2 separate regions of the Muntiacus reevesi genome follow, and region 1 is linked to region 2. The links are chromatin contacts, called in public Hi-C maps. All regions are on one chromosome and are shown on one strand. The core of a region is the stretch at or near the end of the contact, and the rest is flanking DNA. Distances in the headings are between cores, read along the strand shown.

Region 1 (4,723 bases), core at 622-3,121, 200 kb after region 2:
ACAATTAAAAAAAAAAAAAAGAAAGAGGGACCTAGGATATTGTCTCAAAAACTGTACAGAATATATGGGCGGGGAGGTAGAGAGTGCTTAGGATTTTAATGGACTGGGGTCAGAGGCTAGTAAAGCCTTTTTGAGGTTCGGTTCAGTTCAGTTCAGTCGCTCAGTTGTGTCCGACTCTTTTCGACCCCATGAATCGCAGCACGCCAGGCCTCCCTGTTCATTACCAACTCCTGGAGTTTACTCAACCTCATGTCCATCAAGTCGGTGATGCAATCGAGCCATCTCATCCTCTGTCATCCCCTTCTCCTCCTGCCCCCAATCCCTCCCAGCATCAGGGTCTTTTCCAACGAGTCAACTCTTCGCATGAGGTGGCCGAAGTATTGGAGTTTCAGCTTCAACATCAGTCCTTCCAATGAACACCCAGGACTGATCTCCTTTAGGATGGACTGGTTGGATCTCCTCACTGTCCAAGGGACTCTCAAGAGTCTTCTCCAACACCACAGTTCAAAAGCATCAATTTTTCGGCACTCAGCTTTCCTCACAGCCCAACTCTCACATCCATACATGACCACTGGAAAAATCATAGCTTTACTAGATAGACCTTTGTTGACAAAGTTATGTCTCTGTTTTTTAATATTCTATCTAGATTGGTCATAACTTTCCTTCCAAGGAGTAAGCATCTTTTGATTTCATGGCTGCAATCACCATCTGCAGTGATTTTGGAGCCCAGAAAAATAAAGTCAGCCGCTGTTTCCCCATCTATTTGCCATGAAGTGATGGGACCAGATGCCATGATCTTAGTTTTCCATATGTTGAGCTTTAAGTCAACTTTTTCACTCTACTCTTTCACTTTCATCAAGAGGTTTTTTAGTTCCTCTTCACTTTCTGCAGTAAGGGCGGTGTCACCTGCATATCGGAGGTTATTGATATTTCTCGTGGCAATCTTGATTCCAACTTGTCCTTCTTCCAGCCCAGTGTTTCTCATGATGTACTCTGTGTATAAGTTAAATAACCAGGGTGACAATATACAGCCTTGACGTACTCCTTTTCCTATTTGGAACCAGTCTGTTGTTCCATGTCCAGTTCTAACTGTTGCTTCCTGACCTGCATCAGATTTCTCAGGAGGCAGGTCAGGTGGTCTGGTATTCCCGTCTCTTTCAGAATTTTCCACAATTTATTGTGATCCACACAGTCAAAGGCTTTGGCATATAGTCAATAAAGCAGAATAGATGTTTTTGAGGTTACCACTCTCTAAAACGGACTTCATGAACACCAAAACAGGAAGCACATAACTACTGAATCAAGATTCCAGAACAAGAGTCATATTACAAATGAGGGAAAGGAGGCCTAAGGAGGAATGGAGACTTGCTCAAAGTCACTTGGCTAAAGACAGACAGATGTCGGTCCCTGTACTGTAGTCTTAACCTTTGGAGCAGCCAGTCCTGGCGGCAGCTCTGGAATTCTGAAATGCTAACCCCGAGATCTAGGTTTGAAGCCCTATACTTCACTGGTTGACTCAGTTTCCCTTTCATAAAATAGCAGGATTCCGTTTGAGAATTTAATGAGGTAAGGGATGTAATACACCAGATAACATAGTTAATATGTTCTCGGAAAACAGCAGCTCCTTCTCTTCCTTCTCGAGGGCTCAGCTACCCCACCTATGCCGCCGAAACCGGTGCCTCTCAGCCAGCCTCTCCCCAGGCTCAGGAACCCACGGTGCGCTTTCTACCACCAGGTGGGGACTCAAGGCCAGTCCGTCCAGGAGACGTCGCACATGCGCACTCACGGGGGCGGTGCCCCGCCTTCCCACGCTCTGCGTACGTCACTTCCGGCGCGAGCGGCCGGGCCGGCTGGGCAGGGAGTGCGGGTCGGTTCTGTGCGCGCTGCCGGACGAGGCTCCCGCCGCCGATTGACCCGCGCTCCGCCCCGTAGCCGGGCCGGTGAGTGCCCGCGAGCCCGTGTGCCCTGGGGGCCGGGGAGAGGGACCCCTGATAGGGAGGAATAACCGGAAGTGGGGCACCCGCGTAGAGAGAGACCCCAGGAAACGGGGACCCCTGGGGAAGGGGTGACAGCCGGAAGTGGGGGGCCTCGAAGGGTTGTCGACGGGACGTGGGGGCTCTGGGGTTCCAGGAACGGTGGATTCCTGACCTCTTCTTGGGGGAGGGTGGGGAGGAAGATGATGCTCGAAAAATGTTAGGCTCCAAGTGAGGAAGATTCCCGGCTTCCCCCTAACAGATGGTGTTTGCACCCATCTATATGCCCACCCATCAATTCCTTCACCAGACTGACCGGGTCGTGCGCTGTATTCGATACCGCCAGGGCCCTGGAGATTAAACTGGAAGCTCTAGGTGCAGCGTGGAGCCCACTGTGGGGCTGGACACGTCTTTGCTCTGCTTCACGCGATGGGTACCCTTGGGCCCTTCCTCGCATCATCCACTGTTATTTACAGAGCACCGTCATGGTCCAAGCACTGGGAGAGCAATGAATGTAAGAGGCCATTTGTCTGCTCCCATGAAATTCACATTCTAGTGAGCAGATCCCCCCTTTGTAAAATAGTTAACAGTATTAGCGTTCTCACCAAATATTGTGAAGATTAAACGAGAGATGGATATAAAATGCTAATCATAGTGCTCGATACATGGTAAAACATGCATGAACGTATTATCTCTTGTCATCATTCCACTGAGTTAAATTTCATAAAGCAAGCAATTATGTTGTATGTTGCTGTGTGCACAGCACTGCTAAGCATAGTGGCCGCCACAGGTGATCAGTAATTATTTAATAAATGAATGGATGGGTAAAACTGACTCAGAAGAGTTTCGGATAAACACACATGACACTGGACTGCAGTTTCTAAAAGAGAAATAGGAACCCAGTGCTGTGGAATGCTGAAGTTACCCTGGAGAAGTCAAGGAAGGCTTCGTAGAGGAGGTGACATTGAAGCTAGGCCTGGAAGGTGATGATTTGCCTGGTTGGAAACAAATGAGGTGAGGAAACTCCAGACAGAGGTATCAGAAACGCATGAGGTGTTCATTAGTTTGATCATTAATTTGTTTTGACTGACATTTAATGTGCATTGAGAGGAGGAAAGGTGGGAGAGGGGCTGGAGAGGGATTTTAAGGCTAGGTCTGTAGTCCGTGGACATCGCAGTCAGTTTTCTGGCTAAGAAATGGATTGGAATTACGGGCATCTGTTGGCGACTCCCAAGAAAACAGAGCCCAGGGTGGGTCCTGTGAACCATGATTGTTGATCTCTTCCTCACTCAGCATACCTCTGCCAAGCAGATTAAACTCATTCAACAAATATTTATGCAGCGCAGACAATGTGTCTGACACCCTGTTAAGTGATGTGTTTAAGGTGATAAACATGACAGTTGTGGATATTGCACACAAATTGCCTACAATTGACAGAGAGAGAGGTGCTATGCCACAGAGTTCCTGCAGGGGGCGCGGGGCGCTCCTAAACTGACCGGAGCCAGAGAGAGACGTCTTCCCTGCTTCAAACGCGGTCATCCCTGACCTGGATTATTTCAGTAGCCTCTAAATGGTCTCTTTGCTGCTGTCCTCATCATCTTACAGTCATCCTCTTACATTCTCGAGACAACCCAGTGATCCTTTTAAAATCTAAATCCGATCATGTCACTCTACTCAAAACCCTCCAAAGTCAGAGTAACTAAGCTCTTACTGGCCTACAAAGCCCAGTACCATTTGGGACCCCACTTCCTCTATAAATCCGTCTGCTAATATTCTCCGCCTTGTGCATTTGGCTCTTGCCATACTGGTCTCCTCCCTGTTCCTTGAAAAAGCCAGGCATGGTCCTGCCTCAGGCTTTGCACTGTCCTCCCCCTACAGACCTACATGGCTTGCTCCCTCATCTCCTTCATCTTTGCAGACATGTCACTTGATCAGGGTGAGGACTTCCCTGATCACCCTACTTATAACTGCAACTCCTATCTCCAGGTACATCCACCACCCCCCCACCACCCCTCACCCCCCCCACCTGCAACTCCCTTGCCTGCTTTATTTCTCTGCATAGCCCTTATCATCTTCTTTTTTTTTCCCCTTCTCTTCTAGTAGACTATACAATTTATTTTGCTTATATTCTGTCTCCCTAATTAAAATGTAAGCTCAGTGAAGGCAGGAGTTTTTCTTTGCTCACTGCTATATCCCCCAGTGCCTGGTCAAGGGCCTAGTACCTATTAAGTGCTTGATATCTGTTGAATGCATGAAGTGACATCTAATGGGGTGAATTGGTATTAGCCAGAGGCACTGGAGAGAAGCCTGCAAGTCAGAGAAAACAGGATGTGCAAAGACAAGAAAACCACCTTTGGGAGAAAGTGAAAGAAGCTGGGTAGGGCTGGAGGTTAGCACACAAGCGACATAGTGGGCAGACCTAAGATTTGGAGGAGGTGGCCTGGTCACTGTGGCTGCGGTGGCCTGTGGGGAAGACTGGCTATGCACAGAGGCCCCGAGATGACCCCTGCCTTCCTTGTTGAGCTCAGAGAGGGGGAAGAGTGAGAGCCCATGGACAGAAGAGCTTGGGCTTCAGAACTGGGCAGCCTTGCTGGGACCTTATTCCTGGAATATCTAAGGCAGCTATGTTGTTTTGTTTTTTTTTCCATTTAATAAGTGTGTTAGTTCAGCTCTTCTAAGAAGCAGACACTAGGGTGAGATTACAGATGGAAGAAATTTAACGGTGGCAACACATAAAAGGGAGAGGCAAC
Region 2 (5,031 bases), core at 127-2,626:
AAAGGCTTTATCATGCTCCTCCCTCTTCCCATTCACTCAAATCAAGAGCTGCACAACCAACTCCGGGGATCTTACACTTGATTTATCTTCATTAAGTTTGTGGGAGGCGTTCTTGCCGATTTTTACTGTACTATCTTCTTGAAATTGAACAATCCCCGCAAAGGTCAAACTTTTAAAGTTACTTTAAGTCAAATCACACGGGGATTCGGAGTTTCCCTTAACCTTTCAAAAAAACAAAAACACAAAATTTTTCTAAGTTCCTCCATCAAAAGGGCAAATTCCTGAATTTTCTCTGACTTTAAACGAAGAGTAGATCTCAGAATATTATTTATATCTTGCAGTTTTAACCAAGCCCACTTAACAACCACAAGCCTAGGTCCAAATTTCCCGGACCCTGAAAAGACCTGAGAACGATCAATAAAGGATCCACGCGTAAGCGTGTCATCACAATGTTAAATAAAGCTTTTAGAAAATTTCCCAGCCCAGCAGGAAGCGTGGAGTCGGGGAAAAGAAAATCCTGTCCAGCAACTCTGAAAGACGCAAACAAGACGAAGTTGCAACAATCGGCCGTTCACGTCTCTCTCTACCCACTCAACTTCTACAACCTCGGTGCTAGAGCACAACGTTAATTCTTTTCACCCAGAAACTGGGTCGGTCGTGGTTAAACAAGATGGGTTGGGGGAAAGGTCAGGGCCTGGGGGGCTTCGGAAAGTGGGGAGCTGTCCGGCGCCCTAACCCGCCCGGGCTCTCCCGCTGCAAAGTTTCCCCTTGAGGATACCCCCCCGGCCAGGATGAGAGGCCTGCGTCGGGCCAAAGGGGTGAGGGATCCAGAAGGAGGCGGGAACAGGGCCGAAGAGGCAGCCAACGAGACTAGGGCTCGGGAACCAGCGGGAAAGGGCGGGAAGGGGCAAAGGGCGGCCGAGGAGAGCGAAAAGGGGAAGCTGTGGACCGGCGGGAGAGGGCGGAGGCACTGGGCGGGGGCCACGGAGGCGGGAAGGGGCGAGAGAGAAGAGCCTCTGGCAGGGCCAGGCCGTAGTGGCCGAGGGGACGCGGAGAGGCGCAGGCCCGGCCCGGACGACCCGGCCCAGGCGGCCAGCGCCGGCGGGCGACGCGGCTCGACGTGAGGCGGGAGGGCCCAAAGGAAGACGCCCGTGGTCAGGCCGGGCCGGGCCGGGAGGCCCAGACGCGGTGACGCGGCGCGTCCGCGTCACGTCAGTATACTCACCTTCTCGCAGCAGGGGCGCTCCGGTAAGCCAGTCCGGTCAGTTTAGAACGTCTCTCCCCGATCGCGGCGCCTGACTGACCCGGATCCAAATCCGCGGAGGGACGACCAGCGCCTCCGAAGTCGCAGTGCGCCTGCGTGCCCCAGGCACGCGCCCCGCCCACTTCTCATTCTCCTCCCTTCTCCGGGACTCGGCGACGCGGGAGGCAGCGGCTGCGCAGGCGCCAGGCAGTGGCCGCGCGTCTCAAAAGCCTGGCGCCAGCCGCTCACGAAACACGTGCGCCTAACGTCATTTCCTGTTATTCTCTTCACTGGCTCCTCCCTCCGCGAAGGGTTCGCTGGGGATGGGATTTGGGGGCTTGCCCGCTTCCTCCCCTTGGTCAGGTGAGTGAGTGGCCGTGCTTCACCAGCCAGCCGCCGCAACTTCGGGTCTCCTGGTGTCTGGAGCCGTACCTGGAGTCGACAAGGCTGCGGCCATGATGGTGCGGATCTTCACGGCATTGGACCCCGTCTGAGCGATTGGCAAGAGCCCCCTCGACGCTCGAATTTCCTGCGACATCTCCAGAACTCCGACGAGAGCCCTCGCCTCCCAAGGAATCTTCTAGGACTGCAGAGAGTGAAAGGAGCTATTCGACACTGTCAGAACCGTGAACGTGACACCGGAATCGGAACTGAAATGCCTCTGTTTTAGTATATCCCTGTTGTTTGACTTGAGGCAACTCGCTTTTTCATCTCTGGGCCTCAGTTTCTCCATTCGGACTATTTTCATCGCTCGTTGTTTTTTGTTGTTGTTGTTGTTTTCCAGGCATGGACTCCTTTGAGAATCTGGGGAGATCTGTAGACCCTCTCGACAAAGAGACGTACATGCATACTAAATTTTGCAAAAAGGTTTGTACAGGTCACCTAAGTAGGTGATTTTTAGGTATCTTGTCTATTTGTATGACTCATAACAGGCTGAGAAGTGGTGGGCTTCCCCTCAGCTGCCACTCCCTCCAACAGGAAGAGTGGTTCTGCGGAGTTCACTGTACCTCTCCTCACCGCACCCAAACTCCCGTCTGAATCTCTCAGAGCAGCTGTCAGCGCTGTATGGGAAAAGATGACTCCTCAATAGAATGGGCTAAAGTTGGTCCTTGCCCAGCCTTTATGTGAAGTTGTCACCGGAACCAAAACTGGACCCTCCCACTCCCCAATACCTTAGCTATAATCACCTAAGTAGATAGGCTGCTGAAAGTGTATATTTAACCTACCTACAGCTAGATCTTGGAAGGCCTAACCCATGTACAGGTCACTGGATAACGCCTGCCATGGTTGCTGGGTAAAACATTCTAAATCTCCTTGTTAGTAGGAGAGGCTCAGTAACTGACAACGGATGAAAAAAGCCTGTTAATTTCGAACTTCCAACATCAAGCCTAATAATGCTAATAATGACTGTTCTCCACTATGCAACAACCATATACATGTTTTCACATTTAATATTCTTGTGATTTTTGCCCATTTTACAGATGAGGATAACTGGGACTCAGATAACTTGTTCTGTCGCCCATTTTCCTGTGTCATACAGTGCTAGAAAGTGACAAAATAAGGATTGAAACAGTCTCAAAAGCTTGGCCATCCACTGCTGCCCATCTCTCAACATCTCTTAGAAAAGATTAAGAAACAGGAAAGTATCCTGGGTGGTCTAGTGGTTAAGATTTGGCATTTCACTGCTATGGCCAGGGTTTTGTCTTTGGTCAGGGAACTGTAATCCCTCTAGTTGCTTCATGTGGCCAAAATTATTAAAAAAAAAGAAAGAAACAGGAAAATATGACGCATTTTTTTTTCCATCAGTGAATTTCCCAAGTGAATTTCATCATGACCAAAGATGTGTTCTTAAGCTGTCATTTGAAAATGCCGCTTCAGATAAAACCACGCATTCTTGAGGGCTAGGACTATATCTAGATGAATTGAATTCCCAAAGCCTAAGACAGATCTGGAGGTTAGTAGGTGCTCCACACAGTTTTGATGAATTCTTCATTTTACCTTATTTATACCCATATGGCATTAAAATACTAAAACAAAAGTGGACTGCTATGGCCAGGGTTTTGTCTTTGGTCAGGGAACTGTAATCCCTCTAGTTGCCTCATGTGGCCAAAATTATTCAAAAAAAAGAAAGAAACAGGAAAAAATGCATTTTTTTCCCTCAGTGAATTTCCCAAGTGAATTTCATCATGACCAAAGATGTGTTCTTAAGCTGTCATTTGAAAATACTGCTTCAGATAAAACCACACATTCTTGAGGGCTAGGACTATATCTAGATGAATTGAATTCCCAAAGCCTAAGACAGATCCTAGAGGTTAGTAGGTGCTCCGTACAGTTTTGATGAATTCTTCATTTTACCTTATTTATACACATATGGCATTAAAATACTAAAACAAAAGTGGTTTTAAATGCTTCGTTTTAGGTAAGCATGTCTCCATCATAAAGTTGGATGCTTTCTGAGGATGTAGCTCACCTCTCGGGGAGTATTTGGAAGGTGAGAGCCTCTAGGAAATAAAGTCTGTTAACTCATACCTCAGTGATGTGGCCTGAAATTTCAAGTCATTAGTTATAGGCCTGACTCACTGTGGTACCTCCTGACTTAGAATGAGGGAGAAGTCACAAAACACGTGACCTGAGGGAACCAGAATCCCAGTCTGCCACCTACATCAGCAACACAGGATCTTTCTAGCCATAGAAAAGGCCCTGAACTTACGTGGAGACTATGTGTATGTGTTCAGGAAATTGACTTGGTATTAACACCCATAGTAATGCCATCTAATCAGAATCTATGAAATGAAAGTTATTCGCTCAGTCGTGCCCAACTCTGCAACCCCATGGACTGTAGCATGCGAGGCTCCTCTGTCCATGGAATCCTCTAGGCAAGAGTACTGGAGTGGGTAGTCATTTCCTTCTCCAGGGCATCCTCTCAACCCAGGGATTGAACCCATGTCTCCTGCATCGCAGGCAGATTCTTCACTGTTTGAGCCACTAGGGAAGCCCATCAGAAAGCTAAGGTAGCTGTCAAAGTCCTTCTTGTTACATGAATTTTACAAGTGATTGAAAGCGTGGAAAATGTGTGTGTGTGCTCAACTGCTCGGTGTGTTCAACTCTTTACCACCACATGGACTCTAGTCAACCAGGCTCCTCTGTCCATGGGGTTATCCCGGCACGTATACTGGAGTGGGTTGCCATTTCCTTCTCCAGGAAAGTGATTGAATAGAGGAGACTTAACTCCATCAAATTATACTGCAGAAACAATTTATATAGGAAGATAACTTTTGATTTAAAATAAATTTTTTTTATTTTAAAAATCAAAACTTTTGATTTTCAAAAAATCAGAAGTTGCATGTGACCAGTAGGGGCAGGGAGAGGAAGTCAACAATAACAATTGGCTTTCTGGTTTGAGCAACTGAATGGTTATTGTTGCCTATTTCTCTCTCTTTTTTGGCCACACCACATAGCACAGCATGTGGGATCTTAGTTCCTTGACCAGGGATCAAGTCCACAGCCCCTCATCTCTGCATGGGAAGTGTGATGTCTTAACTACTGTACTCCCTGGGAAGTTCCTGTTGCCTGTTTCTAATGTCACTGTCGAATCCAGTTGACGGGACAGATGAAGAACCACAATTAAGTAGAAGATCACAATAAAAGCTGGTACTTCTTTAGCTTTCCTTATGTGTTAGAAGACTCATTTTAATTCTCACAGTGGTCCCATGTGATCATCCTTATCATCTTCATTTTCCAATGAGGAAACTGAAGCCAAGAGAAGCCAAGAACCTGTGCCTGAGGTC

What was found. Hi-C and Micro-C count contacts between places; a contact is called where the count stands out from the background.
Region 1: a contact with region 2 is called in a Hi-C map of muscle, with 5 times the contacts expected there. The contact joins the promoter of TTPAL here to the promoter of OSER1 in region 2. A contact is called at or near these places in 2 of 3 Hi-C or Micro-C datasets (blood and muscle).

What each region holds. Positions count from the first base shown.
Region 1 is chr2:70,867,369-70,872,091 of mMunRee1.1, forward strand. It overlaps TTPAL (alpha tocopherol transfer protein like), which reads left to right and starts at 1,872. Exons shown (of 6, transcript XM_065922047.1): 1 at 1,872-1,940; 2 at 2,284-2,987.
Region 2 is chr2:70,667,815-70,672,845 of mMunRee1.1, forward strand. It overlaps OSER1 (oxidative stress responsive serine rich 1), which reads right to left and starts at 1,377. Exons shown (of 4, transcript XM_065922038.1): 1 at 1,226-1,377.